Linked DNA regions of Oryctolagus cuniculus: region 2 is linked to region 1. Evidence: chromatin contacts called from public Hi-C data. All regions are on one chromosome and are shown on one strand. The core of a region is the stretch at or near the end of the contact, and the rest is flanking DNA. Distances in the headings are between cores, read along the strand shown.

The links. Hi-C and Micro-C count contacts between places; a contact is called where the count stands out from the background.
Region 2: a Hi-C map of embryonic fibroblasts shows a contact between it and region 1, with 6 times the contacts expected there. The contact joins the promoter of LOC108177335 here to the promoter of GRM4 in region 1. A contact is called at or near these places in 4 of 6 Hi-C or Micro-C datasets (ear pinna, embryonic fibroblasts, skin fibroblasts and 1 more).

What each region holds. Positions count from the first base shown.
Region 1 is chr5:135,161,742-135,168,591 of mOryCun1.1, forward strand. GRM4 (glutamate metabotropic receptor 4) reads left to right here and starts at 3,915. Exons shown (of 11, transcript XM_002714597.5): 1 at 3,915-4,569.
Region 2 is chr5:135,606,696-135,613,545 of mOryCun1.1, forward strand. It overlaps LOC108177335 (gametogenetin-binding protein 1), which reads right to left and starts at 4,257. Exons shown (of 6, transcript XM_070074685.1): 1 at 3,591-4,257; 2 at 2,939-3,060; 3 at 2,580-2,674; 4 at 2,193-2,337; 5 at 600-738. The coding sequence starts at 4,021. The coding sequence ends at 608. BAK1 (BCL2 antagonist/killer 1) reads left to right here and starts at 5,465. Exons shown (of 7, transcript XM_070074688.1): 1 at 5,465-5,688; 2 at 6,585-6,673.

The sequences.
Region 1 (6,850 bases), core at 2,665-5,164:
CAGCCCCTTCCTCCTCAGAGACCCTTAGAGCAGGTGGTTTGGGGATTAGCGAGACAAAGCAGCTGAGGTGTATTATCACAGGGTGTGCAAGGCCCAGGGAGGCCGGGCCCGGCAGGCACGCTCTCGCCATTCCTGCAGAGACACATGCGGCTCCCAGCAAAGAAGCCTCCAGCCGCTTTCACGTCCGCTTTCGAGTTCCCTGAAAACCTGCAGACAAATTTGTGTTTCCCAGAACACGCGATTGCTCTGGAGTGGTGCAAGGAGGGCTGCAGCTTTAGCCAAAGGGGCACTACTGCAAGCCCAGAGCTCCAGGAGGCTGGGGCCACTCTGGCCAAGGGCAAGAGCAGGGCCTATAAGTGTGCTGGCCTCCAGCGGGGTCGCCCTGACCGGGCCTGTCCTGGAGCTCCCCCCTAGGGAGGAGACATTTCCCAATGCTCACACCCTTGACCCGCATCTCTGAGAGGGGGAGGGGGAGGGGGAGGGGCTGGGAGAGGCCCTGGGCCGAAGCCCCTGCCCCAGCGATGCTGCCCTGAGTGTGTGCAGGTGACTCAGGAGTCTCCAGGTCTCTGGGGAGCATGGCCCATTGCATTCCCTGGAAGGTCAACTCTTCATCCTGCAGACCTGCAGCCAGGGAACTGGTACTGTCCCCTGATCGGTACTGTCCTCCCTGCCCCCCTCCGCCGGCCATCTCCATCTAATGGCCCCGGAGAGGGAAAAGCACAACTGAAACCCATTAGACGGGAGGTGGAGGCCGTGGCTGGGTCAGCTCAGCCCAGGGCCATTGGCAGGTGTTTCCAGCCTCTCCCCAGACCCTGCCCCTTCCAGCTCGCTGTGACTGATTTCAACAAACCCCAAACTTCAGGATTTTTCCCAGATAATCGCTGGCTCCTATTAGGATTCCTTTGAAATGGGGAAGTGGCAGAAGAAGCTTTGTGGATATGAACTCCCAACACTGTGTGCAGTGGAGGTAGGGGGTGGGGGTAGGGCAGGAAGGAAGAATCTGGGGCAGCAGGATGGGGTTAGGTCAGATCTCAGGAAGAACTTCCGGGTCATGGAGGTGTGCTGTCCAGGCACCAGTCTGTGTACTGTTATTTCCCGAGGATCCCAAGAGTCCTCTGCCCAGGGTCCTGACCTCGCTGGTGGGGAACCCAGTGCTCAGAGGGGCTGGGGGTGTCCCCAGGGTCACAGCTCTTAAGACCTAGGGACCGGCTGGCACCTCGGCTCAATAGGCTAATTCTCCGCCTGCGGCGCCGGCACACCGGGTTCTAGTCCTGGTCGGGGCGCCAGATTCTGTCCCGGTTGCCCCTCTTCCAGGCCAGCTCTCTGCTGTGGCCCGGGAGTGCAGTGGAGGATGGCCCAAGTGCTTGGGCCCTGCACCCCATGGGAGACCAGGAGAAGCACCTGGCTCCTGCCAAGAAAAAGACCTAGGGACCAGGCCTCCTGGCTCCCAGACCTGTGCCCTTGTCCACTCCCTCCCAGTCCATCTGAGCAGTGGGGGTTGCTTTGGAAGGCAGACTGTGGAGCAGGTGGCCCAGGCCCGGGCCCTCCGTGTGTGACTCTTTGGGGTCTCTTGTGACCATGGGTCTTCCATAGTGGGGGCTCCCCAGCTCCCCCAAGGCAGGGGATGCCCATGGGAGTTCCTTGAAGCATGTGTGTGTCCAGGGCGAGTAGTCGGCCATAATCCCAAGAGAGAGAAGAAGGTACCCCCCCGCTGGACGGCCAGGGCCCACAGGTGAGGGCCGATGGCTGAGCACTCTGGGGCTGTGGCAGTCTGGAGGCCCCAGGGGTGGTCCAGGCGGGCTGCCTGGAGGAGCTAGGCCCCAGGCGGGGAACCTGCAGACTGGACGAGTCCACACAAACTCAGCCATCTGCCAGCCAACAGTGTTTCCTTTTTTAACCCCGAAAAATATAGCCTGCCCAGCCTTCTGCCACACAGCTGGTGGGGGGCGGGGGCGGGATAATTATGGCCAGAGTGAAGGCGCTGCTCCGGGCAGGGGATGGGCAGCGTGGCCCGTGTTATTTTCAGTTTGGCTAATCCATTCATTTACCCATCGGCTCCCTTATTCAACCACAGGGTGGTGAGGGTTATGTTGTGTTAGAAACGGCAGTGGCTCCCACATACAGGACCAGGTGTCGTGCATGCGTTACCATCGTGTTTTGCTCCTGACCAGCCCAGGGGGTGCCGCTGAGAGAAGGAGAAAAAATAACCCTTGCACTCGGGTCAGAACCCAGGCCCGCTGAATCGGAACCTGCCTGCGGCTCCCCACGCTGGACAGCCTCTTGTGCGCAGTGCCCGGGCCCTGCAGCGCTCGATCTGCGGGTGGGGACCCGGCCCTCAGGTGGGCAGGCACGGGAAGCCGACTCCCTCCGGGAACGCCTTGAGTCCCGGTGAGCCTGGACCACCGCACACGCGGTTGGGCAGAGCAGCTGGGTACAGGCAGCGGCTTTCACGGCCTTCGCTCGTCTCTCTAAGACGCTTCCCGCTGGGGTCCCAATGGCGTGTGTGTGTGTGTGTGTGTGTGTGTGTGTGTGTTCTCAGGGCTGGGGATGGAGCAGGATCTTGGGCTATGCTGGTCTGTCTCTCTCTCACACACACACATGTGCAGCGTGCATGAGTGCCTGAACACAATGTGGGCCCCTCCATCAGAGGGTTCCACCTGATGGTGTAAATGAGACATGTCCTGGGGCTATTACATGGGACGGCAGAGTGCGTGTGCGCTCTGCCAACAGCGACTCATTCACCAAACGTTCTCTGAGCTCACACTATGGTCCAGGCACAGTGCCAGCCCCGGGTGAAGGATGGTGAACGAGACTGGTGCTGGCTCTGTGGAGTCTGGAGCGCCAGGGGAGGTGCCCCCCACCTCCCACCGGGGCAGGTCTGTGGAGAAGGGAGGTGGAGGGAGCAGGGGTGAAGCAGGGGGAAGCCACGCCCCTGCCCCCACAGCCCTCATCCTGGAAGTGGGAGCTGTGGGAGTGGCTGGGTGCCCCCAGGCCTGGGCTGTGCTCTGCAGCAGGGAGGGTCTGTACAGCTCTGCTGCCACGGCCCTGTCCCCAGCTCCCTGGCACTGTGTCCTGCGCTCTCCCTGGGACAAGGACAGTCACACACTTACAGCTCTAATTGAAGTCACTTCTGCAGTCTGGGAAGGGATGCTCTTGCCATCCTAAGAGGGCGGTATGGCTCCCTCCCTGCTTCCTCCCCTGCCTGCCTCGAAGGCCACCTTTCTCAAAGCACCTGCAGCCCCCCCCCCCAAGGGGGGAGAGCTGGGCTCCAGCTCCTTGAAGGCCAAAGGCTTCCTGCAGCCCGCAGCCCAGGCCACCTGTTAGCCCTGGTGGAGCAGTGGCTGGAATGTTCCCGTAGCCACTGGCTCTCAGAGAGGCACGTGGAGGGGGGCCGTGGAATCACCTCCCTGGGCCTGTCTCCCCCCCACCATCATAGGCCCGAACCAGTCGCAGTGGGGTGTGCAAAAGAACATGCCACACGGGGGCACACACCACGTGCTCGCCGATGTGTGAGAAGCAGCCCCGCGGGAGGCTTTCCCGTGACGCACCGGGTGGGAGTAGCGCGGCCCCTGGCGTGCCTGGGCCTTGCTGTACTTTTCAGTGTGTGTATGTGTGTGTGTGTGTAGGGGGGAGTCCATGACCCTCGACCTCTGGGGTGAGGAGGAGTCCCCGGCCGAGTCTTCCTCGGGGTCGGGGGTCCCTGAGCTGGCACGCGCCGGGGAGGGGGGCTTCCGGGCGAGGGCGCCAGTGGGGTGTGGTGGAGGCGCGCGCGGGGAGGTGGGGGGAGCCGCCTCGTGTGGAGGGGCGGCGGGGCGCGCAGGAGCCGGGCCTTCCGGGGGTGGAGGTGCGGGTAGGGGTGGGCTCCCAGGTGCTCTCTCTTTAAAAGGCTGGCGGAAGCGCCGCGCGCTCGGCCCGCACTTGCAGCGCAAACTTGCGGGGCTGGGCTCGCGCCTCCTCGGGTGCGGCAGCGGCTGTGGGCGCAGGGGCCAGCGGCTGCGGCCCCCTCGCCCGCTCGCGCTCCGCGGCGCTCCCGCCCCGCCCGCAGCCTCTCCTCTCGCCGTCTTCCCCTCTCTCCCCGTCTCGCGCTCCCTCTCTCGCTCGCTCTCATTTTTTTCCTTGCTGCTGCCGCTGTTGCCGCTGCCGCGGCGCCGCTAGGCGCCCGCACCCCGGCGGGCAGCGCTCACTGGTCGGCTCCCGCTCCGCTGCCTTCCCAGCCCGGAGCCCGCTGCCGGACCCAGTTCCCCGGAGCCTCCTGGCTCCTTCTCGCTCCGGCTCGGGCGCCGGGCTCCGCGGCAGCAGGAACAGGGCTTGCCGCCGCTCGCCAGCTCGCTCTCGCCGGAGCAGCCGCCGAACGCCGCGGGCTTGGCGTTCTCGCCAGCTCATCCCTGCTGCGTCCGGGACTCCGGGCGGCTCCGCGCCCTGCTCGGTCCGCAGCGTCAGCGCCGCCCGCCGCGGCCCGGGCTCTGGGCACCGCGAGCACCGAGCCTCCGGCCGCCGCCTCCCTGCGCCCCCGGGGCAGGCGGGCGCGCAGCCGACCCCTCGCCGCGGCTTAAACCTCGCCGGCGCGCGGTGAGTTGTGGCCCGAAGGGGACGGGCAGCGAGGACCAAGCCCTCCGGCCTCCTGGGACGCGGGCTGCGGCGGGGACTCCAGGGCTCGGGAGGTGTCCTTCGGCGAGCTCCTCCGGCCGGTAGCGCCCGGAGGAGCCCTCGGGCCGAAGGGCGCGGGACCCCGGCCCAGGGGCTCTTCCCCTTGGGGTAGCGTCTGCTTTTCCAGAAGACCTGAGGGAGGGAATGGGAAAGCGGCTTTTTTTTTCCCCCTTTCGGGCTTGGGAAAGTAGTGTCTGGACAGGGGTTATGTCGGGTAGCAGCGGATGGAGGGTCTTGCTGGCTCTCATCAGCGCGCCCCTCTGCGGAAAGGCAGGGCCGGCGGGGGCGCGGGGCAGTATCTGCCCCTCTTCTCCCGCCGTCTCTCCCCGAGGGAGGGCAGCGCCGGCTTCGCGCGCCTGGGCTCCCTTCCCGGGCACCGCGTCTGGCTCCCGTGCCGTCCCAGCGCCGCCTTCGCCACCGGCAGGAGCCGGCGACCCCCTCTCCCCTTACAGCCGCGGCGGCTTGGGGTGGCGTCCCAGGGCCTGGGGTCTCCCCGCAGCGCTAGCACCTGAGGGTCAGGCTGTCTCCGGACGCTCGGGGCCGTCCCTACCCGGGACCGTGATGAACCCGAATCCCCGCGCGGCAATCGGGCGCGTGGGCTGCCGAGTGTTTGTGTGAGTGTGTGTGTGTGTGTGTGTGTGTGCGCGCGCGCGCGCCTGGGTTGGGGGTCCCCGCTGCGGGGTCGGTCTTCCCCGGCGCTCGCGGGCTGGTGGCGTCCCCTCCCCGCGCGGAGGCGGGGCCGGGAGGGGGGAGGCTCCAACGGCGAGGGGCGCCCCCGCACCGGGCGGTCTGAAGCTGTTTGTGCAGAGCTGGGGCAGCCGCGGCGGCGCAGGGAGTCCTGAGGCGCGGACGGACGAGCGCCCCCTGCCCCTAGGCCCCGAGTGATGCCCCCGCCCTCACGGTTCACTCCTCTCGGAGGAAGCGCCTCCTTCCCCCATCTCCTCGCCTTCGCTGCCCGCGGCGCGGCGCGGGGAGAAGGCTGGTTCTTCCAGACGTCCACCGAGCCGAGCTTGTCTCGCTGGGCTGCCCCGTTGAGCCACGTGTCTGCCAGCCCCTCTATCCGCCTGGCAGGAAGGGGGGGGTGATGGGAGGGAGCGTGGGTAGGTGCATACTTCCACCTTGGGAGCGGGCAGAGGGCTCACAGGGAGGCCCTGGGTGCCCGGCACCCCTATCCCACAGCCTGCTGCTCTGCAGCGTGGGCCTCACAGCCCCGGGGGGCCAGCCCCTGGGGACGGCCCTCTGCCTGCCCCCTCTCCCCTACCCACAGGGGATGCTGGGCTTACGACTTTGTAGCTAGCAGGGGAGCTTCCTGTCTGTGCAGAGTTCCCACAGAGCAGTCTGGAGGCTGTTGGGTGTTGTGCCCTAGGGCAGGGGGCTCATCTGCTCTGTGGGCAGACCTGGAGGCTAGCGGGGAGTGGGGTGCAAAGCCGTTGTCCCCCTGACCCTGACACACACACCCCCAACTTCCTGGAGGGCTTCCCCAGTCCTCAGCCAGGGCCTTGTCCTTGGAGAGGTGGGGGGAGCTTTGAGCTTCTGTTTGGCTGGGGCGCGCACCTGTGAGTTAGGGCACCACTGTGGAAACCTCTCCCTCAACTTGTGTCTTCAGGCATAAGCTTTCGCCCACCTGCCAACACCTTCACACCACCTGGACAGAAATACCCAGAAAGTTGTCCCCGACCCAGGTCTCAGTCACTTCTTGGATTCTCTGGCCCAGATGGGTTTGCAAGTAGGAGACCAGGAGGGAAGGTGGCAGGGCTGCACAGGAGGAATGCCCCCCCCCACCTTGGGCGAGTTGCAGGAGAGGGGGGGCAGCAGGTCCTGAGCAGGCAGAGTTGAGCTGTGCTCCCGCCTCTGGCCTAGTGTGGCTGCTCCTCCCTCCCACTCCCCCCACCTGCATCTGGGCGGCTTCATCCTGGCGGCAGCAATGACGTCTCAGGGAGGCAGCGCCTTGCACAGCACCACGGCAGGCAGCTGAGGTAGCCGGCCTGGGAGCCAGCCCCGTGCCACCAGCCAGAAGGGGCCGGGGGGTGGGGTGGGGTGGGCTCTGCACACCTGCTTCCTGGGTGTCCACAGCCCTGCTGCCAGCAGGAAGAGATGGGAGCCGGCTCCCGAATGTTGCAATTACAGCTAATAGTCGAGTCCTTTCCCCGAGACAAGTGTGGAGCCGGCAGCCCCTAATTACCGCCCTCCTCAAGATCTCTGC
Region 2 (6,850 bases), core at 3,007-5,506, 450 kb after region 1:
GCCCTGGAGGAGGACCATCAGTGGACGCTCGCTGCATAGTTGCTTGCTGCGTAGTTGTGGGATGAGAACGCCGCCCCCAGCGGACTGTGTCCCTACTCATCACCACCCCCAGGGGCGAGTGCCAGCATTCCAGCCATGGCTCCCTCCGCACGCACCCAGCACCCACAGAGGCCGAGCAGGGCCTGACCTCTAAAGGCAGAGGTGGGGGGGGTGAAGGGAAGCGGGGTGGGGTCCTCCCAGCCTGTGTCACCTGCTGGGTGGGTGTGGACAGCAGAGGGGACAGGGACACTTCAACACCGTGGGAATCACAGTCACACAGCAAAGCCTGCCTGTCCGCACGGTGCAGGCAAGGAACTGAGGCCCAGGGAGGGGAAGGGACCTGTCCAAGGCCACACAGCATGTGGATGGCAAAGACTTAACTGTGAGCATCAGGGTCAAGCGAGAGACAGACTGCGCCCGCCCCGGCTGCCATCAGAAAGACCACTTCCAAGGGCTGGTGGCCGCCCTGCCCAGGGGGAGGCCAGGGCCCCCTGCACATGGGCGGCCTGTAGCTCCTCCCCCCAGTGCTCCCAGGCAGCGGGGCGGCAGGCAGGCCATACCTGGCCATTCACAACCCGGCCTCCTCCAGCGTGCTCTCTGGCTGGCTCAGCAACTTCCGGCCCTCCTGGCTACCCGTCTTCCAGAGGCGGGACTCTTGCTGTCCCGCCAGAAGCTTCTTCAGCTCGGATTCCACGAAGCCTGAGCAGCCACACACGAGGGAACGAGTGACACAGGAGCCTACACAGTCACTCCTCCATCCGGGTTCCCGGCCGCAGCTCGTGAAGTCTGGGGAACCCCCCCAAGCGTGAGGGCCTGTGTGTGCAGACAGACTGGCTGCGGCTGGCCGCCCCGGGCAGCTTCAGGCTGGGGCTGGGCACCACAAAGAAGCAGGCACAAGCAGAGCGTTGGGACTTTTGGGACTTTCGACCACACCCCCCAGCCTCGGGACAGCGGACGGTTAAGCCCAGCACCGAGGACGCTTGATTTAATCATCGAGTCTGCGCAGTGAAGCCTCCACAAACCCCTCACGGGCAGAGCCTGGAAAATGCAGAGCTGGACACGCGGCGGTGCCTGCACAGGGCCTGGGCGCCCCCGTGCCCTTCCTGCGTGCCCGGCTCCCACGACTCTCCATGATGTCCTTTACAATAAAGTGGCAAATGTAGGCATGATGGCCCCTGCGTTCTGGGAGGCATGGTGGGACCCCGCAACCGGCTCTCAGAGCCCAGGGCTGGGGCGGGCCACTGGGGTCGGTGGAGGGGTGGCCCTGGAGGCCTGGGCCCTCCACCTGTGGGACCTGCGGCTGCCTGCAGGGAGACAGTGCCAGGATATAACTGAACCAAGGACAGCCGCAGGTGAACTGGCGGGAAATAATCCCAGGCTCCTCGTGCCGGGGGCCCCGAGTTTGCACAGAGCCTGGGACAGGTGGGGAGTATGGCGGGGCAGCTTGCAGCGAGGGCATCCGAGGGAGAGGTGGCGGCTCTGTCCCCCAGCTCTGGGCAACCCCAGGCCAGCCCTGCTGGAACCCTTTCTTCAGCTCCCTGGGGGCAGCGGGCCTGCCCCAAGCCTGCTCTGGAAACTCATTTTGCGTAGGCCCCCTCCTGCGAAGTGTGAGCGCATCTGCACCTCTGGCCAGAGCGTTCAAGGAGCAGACGTGTGTCCCTCCGCCGTCCTCTAGCCACGGAATCCACAGCCCTGACCTGGAGCCCGGACCGCCTGCCCCCAAGTCCAGGCTGTGCCTTTGGACATGTCGTCTGGCCTCATCTGTCTACTGCACGTGCAGTAGACAGGCCCTCCCTCGGAGTGGTAGTCCCGGGAAGGATTTTTATCATATTATTACCGCAAGTCAACTGCGCTCCCTCCGGGGCTCCGTCACAGCAGTGCACGATGGGAAAACCAGGGATGAAGGTGGCCGGGGCGGGGAGGGGGTGAAGGGTCCCGCCCCCGCCTCACTGCCTCCCCAACTCTGAGGGGAGGAGGCGAGGACCCAGCGGCTTCCCGCCCAGCCAATGCAGGGCCCCTTGTGGGAGTCATCTTAGGTCCTCTGGTACCATCTGGTGGTGAGTTCTGGTGTTACACCCCTTGTGAAGCCCTTGGCCAAAGCCGGGCCCGGGGGTTTGGGGAGGCCTTGGGAGAGAAGGGGTCCAGGCATTTACCCACTGTGTCCGTTGGCTGAAAAGTCTTAGTCATCGGTGACTGCAGGGTGCCAGAGCCTGGGACACACAGCTGCAGTGAGCTGTTCTCGTCCTCCATTTCCTCTTCCTCCTCTTCCTCCTCCTCCTCCTCCTGGAGCAGGGCTTCCTTGGAGGGGAAACAGGGCATGCAGGTCCCTAAGCAGGTGATGAGGGCCAGGACCCCCAGCTGCAGCCCCTGGCTCACCCTCCCCAGGTAAACAGGAAGCAGAAGGGGAGGGCTTCGTAAAGGTCAGGAAAGGGGACTACTGCCCACCCCACCCCCACCCCCATCCAAGTCACAGACCCCAGGACCTGCAGCCACCACCTCCCCCGCCCCTTCCCCACCCCTCCCCCACCCCGGCCGCAGACCTTGACCAGGGCTGATTTCTGAAGCTGCTTGTACAAACTGAGGAGGTGGTTCCAGGGGGTCAGCCCCGCCTTGGAAGAGGCCAAGCTGGGGTCTCCTGTGGATAGGGTAGAAGGTCACCGGCAGGGGCACAGCACCTCAGTCAATCCTTGCAACTACCCTGCCGGACAGGACAGGTGCGACACTCTCACCGCCGTGAGGACGCAAGGAGCCGCTGTCACATCCCTGGGGGGGGGGGGGCGTGCTGGAGCTGGGGCTGTGTCCCATATCCCACCAGGCCCTGCACCCTCAGAAGCCCTGGAGGAACAGGGTCCGCCCCACGTGCCTGGCGCCCGCCCGGCCCTCTGGCCCCCGCACTCACCCTCGAGCAGATGTTCCATCTCCTCGTCGTCGCTGGTGACGGCCTCCGTGGTGTCCTCCACTGGCCCCAGGGCCCTCTGCAGGTGGTCTTGCTCTACCTCCAGAGCCCAGGCCAAGTAGCCCCTAATCCCACAGCACAGTCAGGGAGGGGAAGCAGGAGGGGTCCGGAGACCACCCCACCCCTGCGCATGCGCCCTGCCACCACCTCTCCCCTCAGCCCCGTGCTGTGCCTTCCCAGAGCAGGCTGCAGAAGGCAGAGAGCAGAGAGAGGGGTGCCAGGGAGCAAGTGGGGTGCTGGGGGAGAGAGAGCGCCAAGGACAGGGCCTGGCAGAGGGGCTGGGGGCGCTGGGCACCCCGCCTGCCCTGGCTCGTTCCCCTCCGGTGTCTAGTGCTCCCTCCGGGACGAAGACAGCTTACACTTGCAGGAGGACCCTGTCCCTGCCCCCAGCCCCACTGCCCCCCAACCCCTGATGGCTCCTCCCTGTCCCTGTCCCCTTATCCCTGCCCCCGCCCATTCAGGCGCCCCACTGAGCTCCTTATCCAGCTGGGAACTTGCTTTCTGACGCTTCTCAGCCTGGGTGCCCCCATCCCAGGCCCAGATGCTGCCCCCAGCCCCAGGCCACTGCCCCGCCTGGGGCTCCACAGCCCCTCACCTGTCCCTGGAGGCTGGCTGCTCCTTTTCCCTCCCTTCCTCAGACGGGTTGCCTAGCACTTCCTGGCTTCCGGTGGGCAGCACTGCCTTTACCTTCACGGCCTGGGCCGGGACCCTCAGGACCTCCTTGGGGTCGGGGGTGTGGACCCGCATGTCGCCCATGTCCAGCCCCAAGGGATCCAGCCAAGGCAGATGGGTGGCGCCCTTGGGTGTGGCCACAGATGGGCTGCCCTGCAGGGTGGCAGGTGGCCCCACCTCCCTCCTTCCGCCTCCCTGGCAGCCAAGCATCAGGGAGCTGACCCCGAGCTGCGGTACCAGCGCCTGGCCAGGGCTCTTCCGGCTGTCCCTGCTCCTAGCCAAACTATGGAAAAAGCAGAACATGGAAGAGTGGCCCAAAATCCGCGGGCGAGGGGTCGGAGCTGGGGCCTCCATCCTGAGAGCGGAGCCTCTCAGAGCGAGGGTCAAGGTAGCCACCCCAGGACCAACTGCTGAAGAACAGGAGTTTTCAAATTAAACCTCCAGTTGGAAACTTCCGGAAGTTCCAGAAGGCACAGAGCAGATGGGGTGGGGGTGGGGAGGAGTTAAAGGCAGAGGCCTGGCGGGCTGCTGCTTCTCGGGGCTGCAGGAGTCCCGGGAGGCGGCCGAGAGGGACCAGGACTGAGACCAGGGGCTGCGGGGACCCTGCCTCCTTCTGTCCTGCGGAACATTCCCGCAGCCAGACAGCACCTGCCCTCCCTCCCCTGTCCCCACTCACTGAGGATTTAACAATTTTTATCTTATCTGAAAGGCAGCCAGACAGAGAGAGACATCTTGCACCTGCTGGTTCACTCCCCAAATGCCCACAACAGGTAGGGCTGGGCCAGGCTGAATGAAGGAGCCTGGAGCTCCATCCAGATCTCCCACATGGATGGCAGCCCTCACCCGGTGCCTCCAGGGTGCACACTAGCAGGAAACTGCTATAGGAAGTGGAGCTGGGGCTTGAACCCTGGCACTCGGATACAGGATGCAGGCGTCCTGAGCAGCAGCTTCTTCACTGGGCCAAATGCCTGTCCCCACCATGGAGTTTGTGGATGTTGTTGCTTTTAAAGATGTGTTGATTTATTTAAAAGGCAAAGCTACAGAGTGAGAGGGAGACTCAGAGAGAGAGCTTCCATCCGCTGGTTCTCTCCCCCAACCACTGCAACAGCCAGGGCTGGGCCAGGCCAAGGCCAGGTCTCCCACGTGGGTGCAGGGGCCCAAGCACTTGGGCCATCTTTTGTTGCATCCCCCCCCCCCCCCGGCACATTAGCAGGGAGCTGGATGGGAAGTGGAGCAGCCGGGACTCAAACCCGTGCTTCCGTGTGGGATGCCAATATTGCAGATGACAGCTTAGCCTGCTGCAGCCATAATGCTGGGCCTCTGATCTGTGCTGCTCTGCCTGCCGACTTCAGGATTTCCAATCTCCAGACACCACCGAGGTGCCTGGCGCGTCGATCTGAATTACAGGTGGAATCTCAATTCAGTATTATCACTCTCCACCTACGGATGTGATTATCAATCAGCTCAGTGATTCTGTAAACCAGCTGGGGCTTGATTTGCTCATCTGTAAAATGGGTGTAGTCCATGGCACCTACTTCCAGGGGCTGTTGAGAAGGTCCTGGTTGACTGGATCCACAAGACCAAGGTTGCTAAAGTGCATGGCCTGCAGCAGTTGGAGCTTAAGAAACTTGGGCACCCTGTGTCTTTATCGGTACGCATGGAAGGAAGTGAGAAAGATCAAGGTCGAGGTGGGTTGGCAGTCGGGGAGGGTGAAGGAGAGCTGCCGCCTCTCCCGCTCGCCCGCGCCGCCCCTGGGCTCAGCCAGCCCCGGCCTTCCCGCTCTGGGCTCCAGGCCTGTGCCTCGGCATCCGGCGACCGCCCAGCGACTTCCTCTAGAGGGAGCTGATTGCGGCCGGGAGCAGCCAGCACCTCTATGATCGTCCGAGCCGTGAGGGTCCCTCGGGCCGTGCCGGGACCAGCAGAGGCTGCATCCGGCCGCCCGGAACACTGACGCCTGTTCCTGGAAGCTGGGACCCGCCTGGCCTCGAGAGGACCCATGGCCTCGGCCTGAGTGTGGGCAGGTAAGCTGGGAGAGCCCCTCCACGCTCCCTAATCCAGCAGCCCCGGCTCCAGGGTGGGGCAGAGAGCCCTCCAGGAGGGTGCTGGGGAGTGGGGGGTGGGGGAAGGCCTTAAGGTTTGCCTGGCAGTTCCTCCGACTCCTGCAGGGGACTGCTTTTGCTGGGGCTCCCTCTAGCTTGGTCTCCCCCCACCCCCCAGCTTCCCTTCTGGCCCTGGCCCCAGGATGACCAAGAACTGGGGCGTTTAGCCATCCAGGGGATGGAAGTGGGGGTCAGAGCCTAGGTCAAGGGCAGGGAGAGAACTTTCGGTTTTCCATGCTCCCCCACCCCCACCCCACTCCGGCCAGCCAGGCCGATCTCCCTGGGGACATCCATCCCAGGCCCAGCAGATTGGGGGTGCTGGGGATGGTGTCCCCTTAGGTGAGGTGAGGCCACTTGCCTGGGCTGGTGGGGGCTGTTCTGAGGCTCTGCCTGCTTACTAGCAGTGAGCCCCTGGGGAGGTGCTGGAGGGGCTGGGGGTGCGGTCAGCATCCTCTGGCCGTGCTGTCTTGGGGGTGCTGGGACCTGGGGAGCAGGGGGAAGGAGCTGCTTGGGGAGGGGGTGTGCCAGGCCAAGGTCTATTTTAATGAGTCTGGCTGCCGTAGCCTATCCCACCCCCTAAGAAGGTGAGGGTGGGGTGCAGAGACACACAGGTGGCCCCCACCCCTTCTCAGAGAGCCCCTGGAGAGCTTGAAAAGAAGGTGGGGGGTGTTCCCAGGCTCAGGAGGGGTGGGGTCCGGGCTCGGCTGCACCCTCTGCAGGCCAAGGAGGGGGCGCTTCCTTCCTGCTGATGGAGGCAACTTTGGGGAAACTGGGCTCCGCAAGGGGTGCAAAGTGAAAGTGAAACAACTGACATCCAGGAAACACTCCCTCTGCCCAGGGCACCGGCAGATCGGCGCTGCGGCCGGGACGGGGCGAAGAGGGAAACCGAGCCGGGACAGGAGAGCAGGTGTGAGGCCAGGTTAGAGGCGTGGGCTGGGGTACACGGTGTGAGGCCAGGGTACGAGGTGTGGGGCCTGGGTACAAGGCGTGGTGGGGCCGGGGTATAAGGCGTGGGACTGGGGTATGAGGCCTGAGCCTGGGTAGGAGGCATGGGGCTGGGGTAGGAGTCCTGGGGCCTGGGTAT